Linked DNA regions of Mus musculus: regions 1, 2, 3 and 4 are each linked to region 5. Evidence: chromatin contacts called from public HiCAR-type, HiChIP or PLAC-seq and promoter capture Hi-C data. All regions are on one chromosome and are shown on one strand. The core of a region is the stretch at or near the end of the contact, and the rest is flanking DNA. Distances in the headings are between cores, read along the strand shown. Region 1 holds the start of Prlr (prolactin receptor). Region 2 overlaps Prlr (prolactin receptor). Region 3 overlaps Rai14 (retinoic acid induced 14). Region 4 overlaps Prlr (prolactin receptor). Region 5 holds the start of Nadk2 (NAD kinase 2, mitochondrial).

Region 1 (2,770 bases), core at 116-2,615, 1.1 Mb before region 5:
GGGTTGCTTCCCTACCACACAGGTAGAGGTCACTAACAGGATATTTTTCTACACAACTACAGCCCTTGCCTCCCCCTGCCTCAGCATTAAGAGTCTGGGTTCTGGGAGGCTATCCCCTCTGTCCCCTGATCCCATGATCTTTGCTCCAGCAGTGTGTCCTTGCTTCTACCCCTAGGGCCTGAATTCCTAGCACACTGCCCAGACTCCGCTTAGCTGCCTTAGGGAGTGGGGGTGGGAGCTCAGGTGACTGTCTCTTCACCTGGCACCCAGCTGTGCAGCCGGCAGGAGACTGCCCAAGTTAGCTGCCACCACGTCTCCTGCCCCAGCCCATTCAGCCTCCCCGCTATCTCCCCAGCTTTTCATTTCGACACAAACCACCTGCAACCCCACCATCACACCACCGAAACTCATTCGCAAGGGCGCGCTTGCAGGGTTTATTTTAAAACACACCGAGAGCAGTTGTAAAAGCTGGGGTGGGTGGCCAAGCCCCTTGGCATATATTTAGCTTTTCTCGAAAGGGACACCAAGGTTTGGCTTCAGGCACGCTCACAGCACGGGATGGGGTTTCCTCGCGCCCGCGGGCTCTGGCAGCTAGCTGGCATTTCCCTAAGCTGTCCGCGCCTGCAGCCAACTGTTCCACTCCCACTCGCGGCCTCGAACCCGCGGCCCTGGAGAGCGCCCGCCCGCACCACCCCTGGCCACGCACAGCCTTGTCTGACATGGGTACTCACTTCTGCTGGAGAGAAAAGTCTGCCATACCAGGGATTGAGCACTTCTTGCAAAGAACGCGAGCTTTTTCAGTGACAGGTAAAGCTGTTTCCTGAGCCCCGTGTAAAATCCAGAACGCAGGAGAGGAGTGAGTGAGACAGAGCAGGAAGGCGGGGAAAGCCCAGCTCAGAAGACCCGGCAGTCTGGGGATTTTAGCCTCTGCTCTGCCGTCGCCAGCCGCGTGTCTCTGAGAAGAAGCTCAACTCGGTGCACTTGTTCACTCTTTCTTCACTAGAGGAGGAGTCAGTGTTGCAACATGCATGTTCCTTGCTGGAGGCAAAACAGTGATTTTTCTCCAGCGTGCAAAAGGTCCAGAGCCTGCCAGTTTTATAAGGTGACGGAGATAGTTGGGGGAATCAGAATGCAGAGAAAAGGTGGACAAGGTAATGTCTGATTTCTCCCGGATCCGTTTCGCATGATCAGGGGACCTTCTTCCATCAAGACTACCAGTAAAGAGACAAAACAATAATAGAAATGTCCTTTAAGTCCTGTGACCTCAAAGATGGTATTTCTCCCAGTAGCCAAGATGAGATTCGGTGTCAAATTTCTTTCCGTACTTCCCAGCAAGCAACACCCAGCAGCCAGCCGCTTGACAATACTTGAGGGGGCTCTAGGGATTGGAATCACACCTTCCCTGGGAAGGAGGAGGAGTCAGAGGAAAGTGGTCGAGGAAGAATAAACAGGGACCCTTAAAGGACGCGTTGCTTTCTATTTTTTAACACAGCAGAACTTCCAGGGCTCTACTTTATGCTCAGCCACATCAAAATAGTAGATACACCAACATCCTCAGCAACCCACGAGTCGGCTCCTTTCCGCAAATGCAGAATGTACCTCCTCAAATAAGCTGCACCATCTGAGGGTTGTTTTATATTATGTCTTTGGTATTAACAAAACACTGCTTTTCCTCTTGCACCCCTCCCTATGTTCTCTTGAAAATAAACTATTAAAACAACAAATACCAATAGCTACTTGGATCAAATAGTTATCTCTGAACAGGTAAGTGATGCCATTGATTAACACTGTGTCCCGTTGTTAGGTAAGTTAGAGGGCCACGATGGGTGGTTATTTTGAACAAGCTATTGAATATTTTTTTTAATCATTGAAACATTGCTTTTTCTTCCTCTGATTTGATTGACACTTTACAATAACTGGCAAATCACATTCGTTAATGGCTTTCTGCCACACTGCAGGAAGCTGCTGGAAATCCCATGACGTTTAGGCGATTCTCTTGCATTAGAAGAGGCGTTCACACATGACCTGCACAAGATAAACCATGATCTACCCCTGGTTTTCAGAGGCTGTGGGGTGTGTATCTGCTGTGCACAGACTATGCCGGCTTCTGGTGGCTGAGGTGGACCATTGCTCACAATTACCTTTGAGAGTGTATAATACAGTGCCCGTTCATTTTCAAAACTAACGAGTATCCTCTCCAATGGCAGAATACAGACATTCTTAGTGGCCAAGTTACACCACAATGAACCCATTGTTAAGTTTAAGATATTTTAAGAAAAAAAAAAGAATAAAAACACCTGTTGAACATCATAATCTAGCCTTGTCTTGCCTATCAGATATGCTTAGAACTTGTATATTTGACTGAATTTGGGGGAAATTATCTAGCACAAAACTTAACAGGATGCCCGTGTAGGTAGATCATCATATTATTAAAGTGTCTAAACCATCGTGAACCACCAGAGGTTAGTGATTATATTCCTGTGTGACCTTTGAAAGGCTGGGGGTTACTCAGTAAAGTGTAATTTTCCTTGACTATTCTAACAGATAATGAGAAGAGAGGGAGAATCACCTTTGGCAATGGAAAACTGTTCGATTTCCTTGTGGTTCCTAGACGTCTGCGTTCCTGCTGCACAGCAGAAGTAGGTTCCAGAACAGGGTAAGTGACTAATCCACATGCTATTTGGAGAGAAGGTCATGGCTTTCTGCTTTGCTGTGCAGCATATACCCTGACCCCAAGCCACAGGCAGGCGTTCACAGTCGTAAATTTCCT
Region 2 (2,842 bases), core at 143-2,642, 1.2 Mb before region 5:
AATGACCATAACTGAATATGATCATGGTAAGTGAATTAAGCCAGTCTCACAAAGACACCTATTTTTTCTAAATAGCCCTTAATTTATATATTTAAACGATCCTTCATTATCTAAAAAATGCAAAACAATTTTTGTTTGTGATGCAAATAATTTCATCTAAGTAGGAGCTTTGAAGAACCAGGGCTTCTTGAGCCAGAACAATGCTATACTGTTCACTAAGCTATGACAATGTTGCAAGCAAACTGTTCTGTCTTTGTGTGTATGCACGTGCACCTGAGTGTGTGTGTGTGTGTGTGTGTGTGTGTGTGTGTGTGTATTGAACCCCAGACACAGCAATCAGATTGCTTTGCATGAGGGCTGCCATCAGCTTAGAGGAGTGAGCTTTCAAGACTTGCAAACCGGCAAGGAGGTAAAATACAAACCTCATGATTTCAGCCTGTGTGCCTGCTCTGTGGAACTCCACAGAGGCGCTCTATCTCAGAGTCACTCAAAAGGCTCAGAGCAGGATGTGGCAACCATCCATCTACCCAAGTCTGCAGTCCCAATTGGGGCCGGGCTGCAGCTGGCCAATGTTTGTGCTCTCCCTTAGCCCCTCCTTCTTCCACATTTCCTGTTTCCTGTTCTGAATTATATGGTCTGCACCTGAGTCCTACTGCCTTCTGATTTCCACTGTAAACTAAAGGTGTAGAGAGCCTTGGCAGGAAGGAACCCTGTGTAGGGGTTGGGAGAGGTGAGCCTGGGTTATATCCCTCCTCCTGCTGCCTTAATGCTGGTTGCCCTAAGCTGACCAAGGCAGCCGGTTCTATAGAACGCTCCCTCCAGGGGTTGTGTGGATGGCCCCTATCCTCTGCCCAGTCAGGATTAAACTGGTCCTAGAACCTGACAGTTGCTCACCACTGTCAGTTTGATATTTTATCCAAGTCCTTGAATTGTCCTGTCTCCTTTAGAGCACCCTCTTTATGGGTCACCACTGTCCCTTCAAAATGGTGGCAACAGGTGTTCCCTTTCCTCTGGGTCTCACTATCATGATGGGGACTGGAGACTTGAGGCCTTCCCCCCCCCCCCCCCCCCCCCCCAGCTACTGATGGTCTGGAAGCTCCAATGTGATTGGCAGGCTGAGAAAACGGAGTTACTGGTTTGGGCATAGGATGCTGCTTGCCTTGCCTTAGACCCAGATCTTGTTCCCTGGGAAACTAAACTCTTTCAGCACAGCCCAGTGCTGGAGGGCAAACAACTCTTGCAGAATCACTCAGGGGGGAACACACTCCTGAAGTCTGTGGCTCTTTATTTAAGGGAAGCATTGGGCAATGAACTGCACAGACCTGCAGGGTCTCCTGCAAGGATGCCCTTCCTGGTCCGAGGCTAAGTGCTTCCTGCTTCTCTTATATATTTGGCAACAGAAACTTTCTGCCCTCTTAGCTCTTCAAAAGGGCTTGTTACATCCGGCTGCAAACCACGGGGACTGATGATGCTGTCACAAAAGAAGCTGTTGCTGTGCATTTTGTAAAAGACGGGTTTTGAAATCTTTCATCCTTATGTTACACGTAGCTTACTGTTTACTGTTATTTTTTTTTCCTGCTGAAAATTTTATTATTGGGGGAAAAAAACCCCATGATTAAATTGTCCATATATCCTACAATAAGGGGTCCCTTGCTTTCCTTTCCTAACGACTGTGATGTGAACATTCCTGAGCCTCCTGCCAGATACCAATACACACACTGCTTTCTTGCAACATCTACCATTATGCCTTTTACATAGGACTTTTTTTTTAAAAGATTTATGTATATGAGTATACTGTAGCTGTCTTCAGACACACCAGAAGAGGGCATCAGATCTCATTACAGATGGTTGTGAGCCACCATGTGGTTGCTGGGAATTGAACTCAGGATCTCTGAAAGAGCACTCAGTGCTCTTCACTGCTGAGCCCCACATAGGGTTTTTTTTTCCTCCTTTTTTTTTTTTTTTGAGTCTCTCCTTGCTGTCCCATATAGGCCACTTCTTTGGGACTCCTTGACTCCTGCTGCAGAATTGTTTCATGAGCTGTTCTGAAACCTACCTGCTTACCACTACCCTTGTAAATTCTCCTAGGATGGGTCATTTGTCTGTATCTTTCATCTTTAGCTAGGAATTATGGGGAAGAAATCTACCCTGAGTACCACCAGAGCTCTAGTGACTTGCCTAGTCTGGAAAACACTTCTTTTCTGATCCCAGGTATGTGTGAATCATACTCTCAGAGGGTTGAGGGTAGATCTGACGTTGTCAATCAATGTCATAACGTCCGCTCATACGCACGGGGTATAATCCAAAGCTTATTTTAAATTTAGTTTGCATAGGGCAGTAATAAAAGTTAATTTTCCAAGTCTGAAAGAGAAGATGCGTTCTAAAATTGGCATCATTTTTTAAAGTCTCATTGCGGCCTTTCTTAGGCTTCCTTCCATACTTTTCTTGCTCACCTGTAAAAAAATTCATTGCACATGGAAACTGAGAATCCAAATGAAAGGGACTTAAACCCTCAGAAATGCTACTAAGTGAAGACAATTGCTCTAATATTTGGTGTTACATACAGTCTTTAAGAGTCAGTTGTGGCCTTCCATCCAAGTACTAGCTGCATATGCAGCAGAAGATGGCCTAGTTGGCCATCATTGGGAAGAGAGGCCCCTTGGTCTTGCAAACTTTATATGCCCCAGTACAGGTGAACACCAGGGCCAAGAAGTGGGAGTAGATGGGTAGAGGAGGGGGAGGGAAGGGTACAGGGGACTTTCGGGATAGTATTTGAAATGTAAATGAAGAAAATACCAAATAAAAAATTGGGAAAAGGACAAACAGGAATCAGCTGTGGCGG
Region 3 (2,857 bases), core at 73-2,572, 1.6 Mb before region 5:
TGGAGATGAGTTAGGAAAGAAAGCAAGCCCCGGAGTGGATCAGGCTGAGGACAGCCAGCCCTCCAGGAGCCGCTCGCGTGGCTGGACCTCATGAGTGGCCATACCTACTGCCAAGGAAGGTACTTATTGTCTTCTTGCTCTGTCTCTGTCTCCTGTGTCACCGTGCTAAGCTGTACCTCACAGCCGAGTGCCTTGGAGAAGGTTACCTCTCTATACAGATGACAGAAAACAACAGATTAGGACGTAAAAGTGTACATTTATGAGAGTACTGTGATTTTGTTGGGTGACCATCGCAAATCTACCAGGTTAGGCTCTTCTGAATCTTAAAAAACTTATATTCTTGTGGGGGTGGCTATGGGGGACTTTTGGGATAGCATTGGAAATGTAAATGAGGAAAATACCTAATTAAAAAAATGTTACCAAAAAAAAAACCCAAAACAACATATATTCATGCCACTTAAAAAAACTTATATCCATGTGTCGTGTGTATGTGAGTGTACCACGCCACACCCGTGTAGATCAGAGTGAGTCTTGGGATTCAAACTTAGGTTGTCAGGCTGGGCAGTGAGTGCCTTTACAGCTCTCTGGTCTGTTAAGTTGTCCCTGCCTATCTTCTCAGCACTATGGAGGCAGAGGTCAGAGCATTGGAAGTTCAAGACCCTTCTCAGCCATAGCAAGTTTGAGGCAAGCCTCTCTGAGAGCCCGTCTCAAAAATATAAAACAAAACAAGAAAGCTTTAGTTTTTACAAATAATTTTATAAAAGACTTAGCATGCTGATACTTTAAAGTAATGATGAATATATTACCACCCTCCCCCCATTTTGTTTGAAAATATTATTGACAAGGGGAGCTCTTCCTGGCTGGTACCTTCTCTTAGCCCTTTGCCCTAGCTCTGAGTACTTGGTCTGAGTTCGTGGGTATTTATCATCGCTGTGTTTAGTCTCTGTGTTTAGAAGTGTTGTTTAGAAGCACCATGTGGCACTTATGTTTCTGAAACACAAGCTGTTTGCCTTGATTTTATTGCCTGGAGTGTATGTTGCAAAAGAGAGAGAGAGAGAAAGAGAGAGAGAGAGAGAGAGAAGAGAGGAGAAAGAAGAAAAGAATGAAAGAACGACCCAGGTGGTTTTTACTATATTTCATTTCCATGCTTTTTACAAATTAGAGGAGGAATTATCAGAACAAGACTGGGGAGTCTGAAGGAGCCAGGATGCTGGAGGAAGAGCTGCAGAATCCCTCCCACCCCTGGAATTTAGCTTCCCAGAGCCCTGGCTATGCTGGGCTGTTCTCCCACAGGCACTCAAAGGAAAACAAAAGTCTGCTGATGAATGAGCAGCCCAGCTAGGACCTGTGCCCTGTTTGAGAGGGAGCTGGTTTCCTGTGTCCCCTCTAGCCCGTGGGGAGATGCGTTCAGGGGAATCCATACGTCCTCAGCCTCTCCTTTTCTTTGCCTTATACAGCAGTCCACATTCAAAAGGTTCAGAGACCCATCCCGACCTCTCTAAGCTCACTTAAGTCTCCTTTCTCCAGTGTGGCTTCAGTCAGCATCAGAACCTGAACAGAAAGAAGACCTGCTGTGCCCTTGCTCTCTGTCTGTTCTGCTTGGGATGAAATGACACCCCCACACCCCGGAATCTTGAGGTAGAAAGGAATTTGGGGGTGTGTTGCATGGTAGGCGTTGCAAACAGCACTACTTAGTTAGGTATAGATGTGGTCCTCCAAGGTACAGGTTCTTACTGCTTGTTTCTCTGCCCAAATGCTAGTTCTGAGAATGTGTGCTACTCTTAGCTCCTCAGGGCTCTGCCCTCCAGGTAAAGTCTCTACTAATACCCCTATTCTACATAATAGAGGCCAACAGCCATCCTGGTTAGGGTGACAGCAGATGGGCTCTGGTCTGGTTACTTGATGGTTCAGATTGATCCCACCCAACACTGCTCACCCTTGTCACTCCAAACTGGGTATACTGGTGGCTTCTCCAGTATCCCATCTCCATACGGGGATCTCTTTCTAGGTCTTATCAGTCGACCTCAGACATAGCCTGGGAAGTGGCCAGTGAACAGCCTTTGTAGATGGGCAGCTGATCAAAGAGATAACTAACTAGCCTTCCCTTCTTGCAGGCACCCTGATCTCTGTGTGATTCCGTGGATTGCCCCCTCTAGCTGGAGGCGAAGAGCTCAGAAGCTGGGGTCCCCAGAATGAGCTCTTTTTCCTCCTGGGAACTGCTAACATGCCCTGTCCTTCCAGTACTCGTTAAGGCAGGGGCGGCTTCTGGCAAGGACTGGCTCTTCCCACTGCAGCAGTTTAGCTTCGGAAAAGACTCTTGTATTGAAGATGTGGTCCCCAGTGCAGTGGGGTTCAGGGCTTGGGGAAGGAGATTGCATCACAAGACCTGTAACCCCATGACTGAATTAACCCACTGATGGATTCGTGTTTTGCAGTGTATTGAAGGTGGCGGAAAGTTTAGAAAGCAGGAGCCAGTGGGAGGAAGTAGGTTACTTCCCTGAAAGGGGAGATTTTGTTCAGGGGCTAGCCATGAGACGAGGAAGATGAGGCCACTCTCTCTCCATGCTAATACGTCTCTCACCACTCTCTAGAAACAACAGAGCCAGGGAATCATGGGCCAAAACCCAAAACCCTGAGTCAAGGTACATTTTTCCAGCTTTAAGATGATCTTTGCCAAATGATGGAGAGCTGACTAACACAATTACCTTCAAGTCACCTCTGGAGGAGATAGGTGTGGTCTTGACATTTTTGGAGGTGAGCCCACAGTAGTCTCGTGCTCAGTGTTGGCATTGGTGACATCCTAGGGATGTCATGAGAAGATTTATTTCAAGCGCTTAAAGTGCCTCAGGACACTTAA
Region 4 (2,790 bases), core at 96-2,595, 1.2 Mb before region 5:
TCAGGGGAATCATGGCAAAGGGATCTGTATGAACAGGAACCACATTTCTGTACGAAATGTGTTAAGGAAGAACTTAATGGATGATCTAGTATGGTGTACCAAATGGGGCCATGGGCTGGCCAGCAAAGCATCACAGTAGCTTAGAACTGCTGAAAAGAATCTGTGTGAGCATTGTGTGGATCTACCAATATTTGGAGCATTGTTCATCCTCCAGGGAAGATTTTGTCAGGATAGTGCTTTTGGGAGTCATTGCAAAAATACAAGGTTTCTTTTGCTTGTTTTATTCTGCCATGGGTGAGGAGAAGCAAATTATGTAGAGAGAAATATTCATTAAAAAATCTCATCAATCCTAGGAGGCAGAGGCAGGCAGGTTTCTGAGTTTGAGGCCAGCCTGGTCTACAGAGTGAGTTCCAGGATAGCTAGGGCTACACAGAGAAATCCTGTCTTGAAAAACTAAGCAAGCCAAACAACCTTCTAGGGGGGAAAGGTAAGGCTGTGAAATGATGTGAAATGACAAGTAGTCAAATGTTACTTTCATGTCCCTAGAGGAAACAAAGTTTATGGACTATCTCAGTGCAATACAAGGGATATGATACAAGTCCAAGAAATGCAGACACTTGCCTATGCTGATTCCATATACACAGATAATGCATAACATCCATATAAACATATCCAGAGAGAAATACAAGCAAAGGCATAATGATGGCAATATATTGGTACACACACACACCCCATATATATACACACATATGTACACGATATACACAGAGGTTACTCATTGGTATTCACATATACACATATATTCACACAGAAGCATTTATAGCCCAGTACTATAAACAGTTGGTATGTACATTGTTACATTCAGAAGTACACATGTCCAGAAAGACATAGAAGTAGATAGGGAAACCTATGTAGATAATCACACAGCTTTTCATTTAGCTCTGAATTTTGTTTCTCTGAGTTGCACACATACTGGAAGTGGCTGCACTTCTTTCTCACCTTGTAATAGCAATCCTGTGTGTTATTTTATGGTTGTCCAAAGGTATTTTCAAATGCATTAATCCATCTGAACTATGTGAAATATAACTATCCTCCTTTGGAGAAATTAAAACCACGGAGAGACACACAAGTGGTTCAAGTCATGTAGCTGGCAACTGTAAGAACCTGGATGGCAAGTCCATCTCCAGTGCCCTCTCAGTGCCCTCTCAAAATGGGGATGGAAGAGAGGGGGTGCATGATAAGATCAGGCATTAATTTTAATGCAGAAGTGTGGCAAATAATTTAGTAGCAGCACATGACCCAGACGTCTTCCTTTCTCACAGCTGCATTGCAACAGACAGAGACAGCCTCTCCACCCCCCCCCCCCCCCCCCCCGATAAACACTTCAGGCAAGGAGAGCAAGAAGAGAGTCTCTTACCATTCAGGAGGCTGATGCTGAGGACAAGCAGCATGTAAGCAAGTGCAGATGACATGTTTTGCTTCAGGCTGGCCCTTCTTCTTGCTACAGGCAATAGATCAGAGGCTCCCTGGAAGAGAAAGCACCAGGTGACATTTGTTAAATGACAACCGCTCAGGCACATGCACCATTTACTTTTATTCTGGGTGCTTGCAACTGGTTCTTGCTCCTTGCTTAATGTGAGCGACAAAACAGTGGGAAGAGAATCTAGTAAAATGTAACATGGGATGGCTTGGCTAAGAAGCCCTGATTCACACTTGCTGGCAAAGATTTCACCACAAGAGGTCGTCAGACAACAGTGTAGAGAGTTCAGGGGAAGTCTCTTCAGGAAGACAGTTCAGGCTGTTGGCTTTTTATTTTATTTTATTATATTATTATTTTATTATTTTCTGCATTCATCTTTCCACATGATTGTTTAGCTGTCTAATAGCACATCACCCATTTATATAATATAGACTGTGCTCCCCACAGGAGAACCATTCATGGAGGGTTCTTGCTCCAGTATCCAGAGCATAAACCAGGTCAATTTATCGATCCTGCCAGATTGAGAGTGGGATGGTCAGGGTGGAGGTTCCTGTCTAAGTTCAGGCTGAGAAGGTTCAGGAACTCTCCAGGGATATGGCCATGGCTGTGAAGCAAACCTCATAATGAATTTTAGTGGCCCTCCGTGTGGCTTCTTTCTCCCTTCTGTAAAGCCCCATAACAAGAGACAATGAACAGTAATAATTCAAACCTCTTGGGTTCAGGGTATTAAGTCAATTTTGAACTTGCAGGGCTTGAGAGTTTTGAGCAATTTATTAATATTATTATTTTTACTCTTTGGAACCGTTTTCAAAGCTTCTCAAGTTCCTGCCTTTTTAAGAAAGATTTTAAAGACTTTTTTTATTAAAAAAAAAAAGACTCATTAGTCTTATTAGACTTCAGACAGTGCTCCAAAAAAACAATAGATTTTGATGAACGACATATAAATTTCCAGAAGCACATGGTTTTCATTTCCTTTTAAATTTTATTTTTAAATCAAGGGAAGAACATCTAGGAGGCAAAGTTCTCCGTCATAGACTCTTCAAGCATTGTGAAGAGATGTGTGATGAGCCCCCAGAGGCACAGAATCCATCCTCCTGATCAGGGGATGTGCTCTGTCTGCCAAATACATACCACGCAACGGACAGCTTTCTGAAGGTGTAGAACACCTGCCACTACTGCTGTGGAATCACTCAAAAATAGACATTTTAACGACACTGGAAGCTTGGGGTACGCACATACCAACAAGCGGTGCCCTTCTATCGAATGTTCTGGTTGAGAACTGAATCCAATCCATTAATGGGCTCAGCAAA
Region 5 (2,812 bases), core at 268-2,767:
AAATACTTTCAAACACTTGGGGGAAAGAGAAAAATTTGCACTGATTTCTACCTTGTCAACTTGCCAAACAATACTGACAAGATGCAGCAGCTAGGCAAGGATTTACAATTTGTTTCCCCTGTGTCTAAAATAAAAATGTGAAGGTAAGGGCATCATTTTAGAACAGCCAGCCTACTTATTCTTGTACATAACTTAGTAATGCTTATATACAATTCAGTCTAAAGCCTTCGGGTGTCTGGAGTCAACAATTACAGGCATAACTGTGGGGGGGGGGGTTCCTAAATAAATTGCTAACAGCCCATTTCCCAAAAGTTACTGGGTAGCACAAAATCAATTTTTTTTTTCAAAAATGGGGAAGCTCGAACTCTGGGTTTAATCCTTCCCACACACACACACGCATGGCATACCTGGCAACGCTATTAGTAAATACACCAAACACGGTGTATGGCGGAGGCCCTGTTACTTCAGGGTTCATGCCTTCTCCCCATTAGCCGGCATACTTGTTCCTTTTCTGACCTTCCAACACAAAAACCCATCTCGGGTCAGCTTTCCTGCCTCGCTGTCCCAGGTGCTTGCTTTTCAAGCAGTAAGAGACCCTGAAGGGACAGGCGACCACAATCCAGCAGGGCTTTCCCTGGCCAGGCCTCTGTCCCCAGGCGAGAAGGGGGTGTGACCGCGGCACTTCGGCCCTCTCTCCGCCACCAGTGGCTGTGCTGGAGAATTTCCTTTCTCCCGGTGGTCTGGGGAGAGGTCCCCAGGACAAACAGGGCGAACAACCCTCATCTTCTCAGCGATGGGAGTCCGTGCTACCGAGGCGGGGGCGAGGACACACGTGGCTTCCCAAGTCCCGGTCCCAGGAGCCCCCTCTAAGGCAGGCTCAGGGCGCCCCAGTCCCATGCCCGAGGGGCCCCACAGGCAATCGGAGGAAGGTTGTCGGGCTTTGGGGGTGTCCTGTGGCCCGTCGCCCCCCACCCCCACCCCGAGTACCGGCCGTCCCCCGCCAGGACCCACCAGCTGCTTCAGGTCCTCCTCCGAGAGCTCCGCGTAGCGGTACCGCTGCTGCTCGAACTCGTAGCGGGTGGTTTTCGCCACCACCACCACCCGCGAGGGGCGGAAGCCGCCGTCGGCGGGGCTACCACCGCCCGCCAGCTCGCGCGGCTGCCCGTGCCCCAAGTGCCGCCGGCCGTCCGCGCCCGAGCCCGAACCCCGCAGAGCCGCGCGGCCACCCGCCACGCGCCGGCAGCTGCCCAGCAGGAAGCCCCGGTAGCAAGTCATGATCCGCGGGGCCGCGGGTGCAGGCTCGCGCTCCCTGCCGCCAGCACCGCGCCGGCCGCGCACAGGTTAAGTGCGGGGACGTGCGTGGAACGCGCCGGGGGGGGGGGGGACGTGCCCAGACGCACGCGAGGGCGGAGAGGCCCCGGGAGGCCCCGGGAGGCGGGGATCCGGGCTGGCCCCCGGGCAGTGGGTTTTATTTGTTTGTTTATCCGTTTTCTTGGGCGCCTGCGCAGTGGCCTCTCGGCCCGGCCCCACCTCCCTCTTCACCCTTTCAGGGAGGCCGCTCTAAGCCCGCCCCCGGGCCAGATCTGTCAGCTAATCAGAGGTCGGGAAGGTTTGGGAGCCCGAGGGGCTGCGGGGATTGGCTGGGGCTGGGAAAGGGACGAAATTCTATTTGGCTTTCGAGCTGCCCGAAGAAATCCAGTTGGAACTGGTCTGGGCGGCGTTGGGGGTGCAGGCGGAGTTTTGAGCGCCTGGCGGGAAAGCAAGTTTCTTGCGCATCTTCCTCTAGTTGCTTTCATTTTTGCTTGCTTTCTGGGTAGTTGGTCATGCTCGTCTAGGGTAAATTTTAACCAGTGTCTGCTGGATGGCTGATGTGGCCGTCGCTGGAGTAAGAGCTGGGGGCGGTGACCTCGCTCCAAACGGCTTCGTTTTGCAGGGCCTGATGGCAAATAAAGATGCCGAGCCCTTTATTAGAGAGGAATTAGAGCTAACCGAGAAGGATCACAGAGCATTAGCCCGAGCTCCGGTGACCACCAAAAGACCACCAGCCTAGAGAGGCAGTGCTGTCAGGGAGAAAGGAGGAGGATAATGAGGGAAGGAGTCTTGTCTAGTCCTGTGTGTCTGTCTAGACCGCGAGATAAGGTTGGAAAGCTGTGTAGGACCAGACTGAAGGGTTAAAAATGTTTTGCACTTTATCCTGTAGGCAAGCTCAGAGCAGTGTTTGATGATTATTGATCTGACTTTGGAATGTTGGGTAGGTAGTCCTTGAAGCTAGAGCAAGGGAAGTTACTGAGTCTGTGGGAACAGTTACACAACCATAGAGATGTAGGCTGATTAAGAATAAAAGGGAAAGCTACAATGAAGGGAAAGTCATAAGACAGGGTAGGTGGCCACTGCCCTGAGGTCCTTGCTGTGGCGTCCTTTCCTTTGCGATCCTGGCACTCCCAGTAAGTGGCCTCTGGATTCCGGGCATGCTATTTCATGTTTGTGACACTCAGATGCCTCTGTGATATCGAACCTGTTTTCTCTTTCACGTCACAGAAAACTACACTTTTGACTCCCACTTCTAGCTGGAAACATCTCAATGGGATATCCTAGTCAAATCTTATTTTGGATCCTTTCTTCTGCCTCTTCCAAAACATTGCTTCATTACACCATCCTCTCGGATGTGTCTTGAATTCTCTCAGGAAAACCCCTGCTGGGTTTTCCACTTCAGTCCTTAAGATTCCCATGTCTAGGACATTTAAAACTTTAAAGATTGAAAGAGCCTTCTACACCCCAGTTGTTTACCTGTTCCCTAACTCCCACTTACTGA

Evidence for each region. Promoter capture Hi-C pulls out the DNA fragments that hold promoters and counts their contacts. HiCAR-type assays count read pairs that join an accessible place to other places. HiChIP or PLAC-seq counts read pairs in DNA pulled down with a chosen protein or histone mark.
Region 1: a contact with region 5 is called in a promoter capture Hi-C map of embryonic stem cells, with 3 times the contacts expected there. The contact joins the promoter of Prlr here to the promoter of Nadk2 in region 5.
Region 2: a contact with region 5 is called in an H3K27ac HiChIP or PLAC-seq map of thymic regulatory T cells, with 6 times the contacts expected there. The contact joins the enhancer-like site here to the promoter of Nadk2 in region 5. A contact is called at or near these places in 3 of 39 promoter capture datasets (the C10 cell line, liver and pre-B cells) and 2 of 115 datasets of contacts at active chromatin or transcription factors (large pre-B cells and thymic regulatory T cells).
Region 3: a contact with region 5 is called in a HiCAR-type map of astrocytes, with 2.7 times the contacts expected there. The contact joins the enhancer-like site here to the promoter of Nadk2 in region 5. A contact is called at or near these places in 4 of 39 promoter capture datasets (embryonic stem cells, hippocampal neurons, pre-B cells and 1 more) and 6 of 115 datasets of contacts at active chromatin or transcription factors (astrocytes, embryonic stem cells, epiblast stem cells and 3 more).
Region 4: a contact with region 5 is called in an H3K4me3 HiChIP or PLAC-seq map of pro-B cells, with 8 times the contacts expected there. The contact joins the enhancer-like site here to the promoter of Nadk2 in region 5. A contact is called at or near these places in 4 of 39 promoter capture datasets (the C10 cell line, the HPC-7 cell line, hippocampal neurons and 1 more) and 4 of 115 datasets of contacts at active chromatin or transcription factors (embryonic stem cells, epiblast stem cells, large pre-B cells and 1 more).

What each region holds. Positions count from the first base shown.
Region 1 is chr15:10,175,833-10,178,602 of GRCm38.p6, reverse strand. It overlaps Prlr (prolactin receptor), which reads right to left and starts at 1,365. Exons shown (of 10, transcript NM_011169.5): 1 at 732-1,365.
Region 2 is chr15:10,234,706-10,237,547 of GRCm38.p6, reverse strand. All of the region lies in intron 1 of Prlr (prolactin receptor), which reads right to left. Among named protein-coding and RNA genes, the nearest start is that of Gm41268, 34 kb to the right of the region's middle. Within about 2 kb of position 1,392, at least 34 of the 459 cell types and tissues checked have an H3K27ac peak or open chromatin away from gene starts, as enhancers often do. A contact at or near this core is called in pre-B cells and thymic regulatory T cells, where this site is marked.
Region 3 is chr15:10,647,001-10,649,857 of GRCm38.p6, reverse strand. The region is part of intron 2 of Rai14 (retinoic acid induced 14); the gene reads left to right. Among named protein-coding and RNA genes, the nearest start is that of Gm10389, 48 kb to the right of the region's middle. Within about 2 kb of position 1,322, at least 109 of the 459 cell types and tissues checked have an H3K27ac peak or open chromatin away from gene starts, as enhancers often do. A contact at or near this core is called in astrocytes, epiblast stem cells and stem cell-derived epiblast-like cells, where this site is marked.
Region 4 is chr15:10,312,901-10,315,690 of GRCm38.p6, reverse strand. Prlr (prolactin receptor) reads right to left here. Exons shown (of 10, transcript NM_011169.5): 3 at 1,418-1,526. The coding sequence starts at 1,472. Among named protein-coding and RNA genes, the nearest start is that of Gm41269, 44 kb to the left of the region's middle. Within about 2 kb of position 1,345, at least 3 of the 459 cell types and tissues checked have an H3K27ac peak or open chromatin away from gene starts, as enhancers often do. A contact at or near this core is called in pro-B cells, where this site is marked.
Region 5 is chr15:9,069,965-9,072,776 of GRCm38.p6, reverse strand. It overlaps Nadk2 (NAD kinase 2, mitochondrial), which reads right to left and starts at 1,517. Exons shown (of 13, transcript NM_001040395.4): 1 at 1,012-1,517. The coding sequence starts at 1,275.